Linked DNA regions of Hordeum vulgare: region 1 is linked to region 2. Evidence: chromatin contacts called from public Hi-C data. All regions are on one chromosome and are shown on one strand. Each heading gives the region's core, a stretch centred on a gene start, on an enhancer-like site or on the middle of the called end of the contact. The rest is flanking DNA. Distances are from core to core; before and after follow the strand shown. Region 1 holds the start of LOC123402598 (protein DCL, chloroplastic). Region 2 holds the start of LOC123401321.

Region 1 (3,098 bases), core at 39-2,538, 270 kb before region 2:
ACATAGGGACTATCTGTAATCCTACATGTGTGAATCACTATATGGGGCTGAAATGGTTGAATGATCATCTGTCGAATGATGATATGGAACTCTGAATTCTCACCCTGTTTTGTGAACTCTCAACCTTTTCCAAATCCTTCACTGCCTGCCTCCGTGAATTCTGATCCAACCGACTGGGATATCACAAACAACTTGCTCGACCAACCGATTAAACCGTTACATTCAACCGAGTCAATGCCTTAGTAATCCCTTCCCTCAATACATAGGTGTATCTTCTGTCTAGCACCAAACCAGCTATAGACTTACCGCCAGTATTCGCCTTGAACTAAGTCCTACTAGTACTATGGGTAGTCGGTCTAACTGTGCCCAAACATTCAGAGCATCCAGGATATAGCTATTCACATTCCATGGGTGATAAGTTCAGTTTGCACACCATGTGTTTGATAAATTGCAGCAGTAGATTACACAAGCAAAATTTTCCCCATCACCAATGATGCACTGGTGCTGCCGTACTAAGATTATTGTTGATTGAATTTCAAGCAGCAAACGGAATTAGGACGGACAATGGACAAGAGGGCGAAGAGGGAAAAGTTGCCTACTTGCCGGAGTGGAGTATCATCCGCACGAAGCCAACGAGGGGCACGGTGTCCTCGAGGATAAGGTCCTCCCAGTCCACCCACTCCCTCTGGGGCCCCCTCCTCCGCCCCTCCTCGGGCTCCTCGTCGTCCACCGGAGAGCCCAACTTGGCATCCGCGTCGGCCTCCCGCTCATCCGCGGCCGTCGTGGCGGCGGCCGGCCGCCGCAGCATGGCCGCCGGGTCGGGCGGGGCCGCGCCCGACCTCACCGACACCCCTCGGCCGCGGGCGCGGCCCGCGAGTAGGGAGGCATGGACGAGGCCGCTGAAGCCGGGGAGGACGAGGCGCAGGCAGGACACGGCGGGCGCGGAGGAGGACACGGCCGCGGCCGCGGCCATGGGGCGCGCGGGCGACGGGGGAAACTGCATGTGCTTGCGTGCGGCGGCGAGGCAATCAAAGCGGCTTGGCGTGGCGGCTTCGGGCGTCACCGCATGGTAGGACGGGCGCGGCGCGCCGTGGCGGGTGGCGGCCTCGCGCTGCGCGCGCGGCCGGCGGGGGGCGGGGGAGGGAGGCGGGGTTTTTGGCCCCGGCGGGAGGGTGTGGGGGGTGGAGCGTGGCGTGGTGGTGGGTAGTGTGGCTGGGAAGGAGTGAGCCGCGATGGTGCATGGAGGAGTGGATAGGCCTCGCCCGCCGCTGCGCTCTGCCGGGGTTCCGGCCTCGTTGGCGTTTTCGTTTCCCCGAGTTTTTGTGCCGTGCAACGGCGAGGGCCAAACCCTGCCGAATGGACCGGTCTTATCTGCCGGCCCGATAGCCCACGTGCCCAGTCAGTGCTGGGCCTGGCCCGGCACAGAAACGACATGTTTTTCTTTTTAGACAGCAAAATAGGCCTAATATAAGTCGAAAACAATACAATAGACTGAATTCGACGCTGGTTGGCACGCCAAATAGGAATATCCTATTCGCCGCTCAGTGCAAAGGCAATGTCTGGACTTCGCACAGAGCAGAGCAGGGAGGGGAACGATATTAAAATGAGCTGGTCCATTTAACGGGTTGCAGAGCTCTTGTTTTCAGAACCTTCTACAGGTTTTCAACCGGTTTTTCCGGTTCTAAAAATCTTTTAAAAGATCTCCTGAACCAGTTTTTTTCCTTTTTCTTTTTTCTTTTCTCTTTCTGTTTCAAAAAATGTTGTAGGATTTTTAGAACAATGTTCTGCATTTTCGAAAAAAAATCCAGATTTAAAAAAATGTTCTCTATATTCAAAAAATTGTTCACATCTTCAAAATTTGTTCTGAATATTCAAATTTTTTTCAGTTTTAAAACTTGTTCTTACTTTCCAAATTTAGTTGCGGTTTTCAAATTTTTTGGGGTTTTTTCAAATTGTTCTCCATTTCAAAATTTTGTTCTCAAGATTCAAAACTATTCGTGCATTAAAAAAATGTCCGCGCTTCCAAATTTATGCAGGATTTTCCAAAATTGTTCTTGGTTTCAAATTTTGTTCTCAAGATTCAAATAATGTCCATGCTTTAAAAAATTGTTCACGGTTTCAAATTTGTTCGCGGTTTTTAAAACTGTTCTCCGTTCAAAAGATTTGTTCTCAAGATTCAAAAAAATGTTCGTCCTTGAAAAAATGGTTCACACTTCCAAATTTGTTCAGGATTTTTCAAAATTGTTCTCGATTTCAAAATTTGTTCTGCAGATTCAAAAAACAAATTGTGCTTTAAAAATGTGTTCACGCTTTCAAATTTGTTTAAGGTTTTTCAAATTGTTCTCGGTTTCAAAATTTAGTACTCAAGATTCAAAAAAACGATCGTGCTTCCAAATTTGTTCATGATTTTTCCAAAATTGTTCTCGGTTTCAAATTTTGTTCTAATGATTAGAATAATGTCCGTGCTTTAAAAATTTGTTCACAGTTTCAAATTTGTTCAGGATTTTTAAAATTGTTCTCCGTTTAAAAAAAAATATTCTCAAGATAAAAAAAAACCGTGATTTAAAAAATGGTTCACGCTTCCAAATTTGTTCAGGATTTTTCATAATTGTTCTCGGTTCCAAAATTTGTTCTGTAGATTCAAAAATAGCGTGCTTCAAAAATTTGTTCGCACCTTCAAATTTATTTGGGGTTTTTCAATATTGTTCTCCATTTCAAAATTTAGTTCTCAAAATTCAAAAAAACTTCCGTGCTTTCAAAATTTGTTCACGCTTCCAAATTTGTTCATGATTTTTCCAAAATTGTTTTTGTTCACGAAATCTGTTCTCAAGATTCAAAAAAATCGTGTTTTAAAATTTTGTTTGTGCTTTCAAAGTTGTTCAGGATTTTTACCTTTTATTTTTCATTGTTGCTTTTATCTTTTTTAAGTAAGTTCATGTTCAAAAATTGTTCTTAAATTTCGAAAAATGTTCTTCCTTTTAGATACGTTCCAAAATTCAATAAAATGTCGCTCTTCACATATTTCTCATAAATTCATAAATGTTTTATATTTTCAAAAAATGTTGTGAATGCATTTGTTCAAAATTTTGATAAATTTC
Region 2 (2,950 bases), core at 146-2,645:
AGAGATTGCAAGCGATGGCATGTATTAGCTGGTTAGGAAATTCTTCGAATTTTTTGTTTTTGAAATAACAGTTGGTTGGGAAATGACAGTTTTAACTAAAAATGGAGGTAGTAACAAAAAGAATCTTACCAGAGACACCAGTAAAGATCCTTTCACATAAACAATTTTGATCCCACGTTGCAGCACTGTCCGCGAGAATCTAGACTGAACCGAAGTTGGGTCCGGAAGATTCTCCACGCACGTCGAGCATGCATCAAGATCGTTCTTTCAAAAATCGTAGCGATAAGATCTCTGTCACAAAAGAAGATGATTTGTTTGGGGTCACAAGCTGATGTAAAAAAAAAACTTACAAGTTTGGCACGCACGCATTAGGGCAAAGCAAATCGTGAACCGTATCTACAGATCGTAATACCACCAGACAGACCACCCTAAATCAGCGCGATCCGCGCGACACGAATCCAGGAGAGAATGTAGGCGACCAGACGGAAAAATATCCCGGCCGATTCCCTCGACCGAGCAGTACAGTATGGTCAATCCAAACAGAATGAAAAGAAATACGTATAATCAAAGTTGGACCTCGCAAACTTTTTTCGGAAGGTTCTCCATGCATGTCGAGGACCGCAAGGGTTTTCCGGAAGGTTCTACCACATGCATGCATGTGGACGGTTTGCAAAGTTTACAAAAATCTTTGCTTGCGCGCAAGCAAGCAAATCCCACCGGCCTGACATAATCCCACCGGTTTGGTGGTAATCAAGTCGGTCGTCGCAAACAAACAGGCGCCCTTCCACCCGCTCCACTGTGACGCACCATCACCTGGACCGCCTGGACCGGCCGGACGGCCGGTGGTTACGTCCGTGTGATGCACTCACCAACTAGTTTATTCCCGAGAAATTTACGAGCCAATTCCTCCATCCACGACGACACGGAAACTTCCCCACACATTTTGTGCACCACGGCACACACGACGGAATTCTAGCAAGCAGACGTGAAAGCGAAACACGGAAGAATCCTTCCGTTTTACTACTTTACGTATTACCCGCCGCACGCGAGGGTTCAGGGGGGATCCGAATCCAGCTGCGATTCAAACAGCCGCACAGCAGTAGTAGGAGTAGTACTAGCGCAAAACACTTGTACTGCAAGGAGTTAAATTTGCATACGTCCGGGTTTTTTCGGTCAGTTGAGGAACGAATTCCCCCCGGCCCACGTTCCCCGTGACCCGGAATCAATGCCCAATAATGAGCCCCGGCCTAGCAGTTGGAACAAATCCCACCGTTGGATCCGTCCGCCAGGGCTACGCATGCCATCCATCCACGAGCGTAGTAGTATAAAGCAGCCCGACGTCGGCAGACGTCAGTCTCGCCCGCTAGCCCGCACGCAAGCATCCGATCCGCTAAGGAAATAGAAGAAGAAAGAAGAAGGCGGCGGCAGGCAGGCGGAGAGAGATAAATTACTCCACCGCGGAGGAGGAGGAGGAGCCAGCAGTCCTCGCCTCCATCCAAATCCCCCGAGCGGAGGAGGAGGAGGCCGGCGGCGGCGGCGGAAGCCATGGAGGAGGGGAAGCAGGGGTTCCAGCCGCACCTGATGGGCGGCGGCGGGAGGATGAGGGGCGCGGCGGGGGCCATGGGGCTGCAGAAGCAGAACTCGTGGTCGCCCGACATCGAGCGGGACGAGGCGTGGGAGCGGCGCCGGCGCGGGATACTGGGCAGGGGCCGCCGCTCGCCGCTGCAGCGCGCGCAGAGCGTCACCGACGACCAGCTCGACGAGCTGCGCGGCTCCCTCGATCTGGGCTTCCGGTTCGACCCGCCCTCGCAGCGCTGCGCCGCCTGCGACGCCGGGAGGAGCCGCCTCGTCGAGACGCTCCCGGCGCTCGACCTCCTCTACGCCGTCAACGCCAACGCCAACGCCAACGCCAAGGCCGGCTGCGCGGCCAGCCAGTGCTCCTGCGGCGCCTCCTCGGAGGCCTCGGAGCCGTCGCCCATCGGGAGCCCCCTCTCAATACTCTCTCCAGGTGAGCACGCGCATTATTATTCCCTCTCCATCAGCTCCATGCGATCTGTTCATTGCACGAACAAGCCTCCGAATTTCGAAAGAATTGATTTGTTCCTCTCCAACCAAACGCGATTGCTGATCCGCCGGCCAGGCGCGGTTAGAGTTTTGATCTGACTTCTCGACGGCGGTACTTCCTTCCCTGCAGATGACCCGCCGGAGACGGTCAAGATGAGGCTGAAGCAGTGGGCGCAGGTGGTGGCGCTGTCCATGCGCAGCCGCTCCTGAACAGACCAGCCATGGCTGAACGAACATCCCGTGGAACGTGGATGCCATACCGAATTCAGAGGAGGGACAAGGAACAACAACGCACAAGAAAAAGAATAATCCATCCATCCCTCCCTGCCTCGAGATCGAAGAAGCAACCAATGATTGATGAGCAAGCAAACGAGAAGAGAATCTACCAATAGTGTCGTCGGACGATCGGCCAGCCGCCTTCCACATCTGCTCCTCCCGCATCTTGGACCAGCTAGCTTAGCCCTGCTGCTACTACTAATCAACCTTTGTGTCACATGTTTATCGTTGAGCAATTCGAGAACCATACTCCGTAATCCGCGTTATTACCTCTGTTATTACCTAGTTTCTCCTCCCCCTGATCTTCCGTCGTCGCATTGCTTCCGTTACTAGTCACCTCCCCTGATTTCGTGATAATTTCGACATGACTGTACATGAGGTAGTAGATTGATTTTTAATTTGCGTTCCGGAATAATAATATACTGTTGGCTGGTGGTGGTAGCAGTTGCTGTTGCTTGTTGCTGCTGCAAAATAATCGATGACCGACGGATGGTGTCACTGGGTTTGCTCACCCAATCAAACAATCAATCCTCGCTCGTGCCAATGGCCACCCGATGAAGCACCAACAATCTGAAGCAGATCACCGATCCCGATCCTTCACCTCATCCGA

Evidence for each region. Hi-C and Micro-C count contacts between places; a contact is called where the count stands out from the background.
Region 1: a Hi-C map of leaf shows a contact between it and region 2, with 3 times the contacts expected there. The contact joins the promoter of LOC123402598 here to the promoter of LOC123401321 in region 2. A contact is called at or near these places in 2 of 6 Hi-C or Micro-C datasets (leaf and seedling).

What each region holds. Positions count from the first base shown.
Region 1 is chr6H:524,871,797-524,874,894 of MorexV3_pseudomolecules_assembly, reverse strand. LOC123402598 (protein DCL, chloroplastic) reads right to left here and starts at 1,288. Exons shown (of 3, transcript XM_045096530.1): 1 at 600-1,288. The coding sequence starts at 1,003.
Region 2 is chr6H:524,599,455-524,602,404 of MorexV3_pseudomolecules_assembly, reverse strand. LOC123401321 reads left to right here and starts at 1,395. Exons shown (of 2, transcript XM_045095107.1): 1 at 1,395-2,008; 2 at 2,195-2,781. The coding sequence starts at 1,546. The coding sequence ends at 2,274.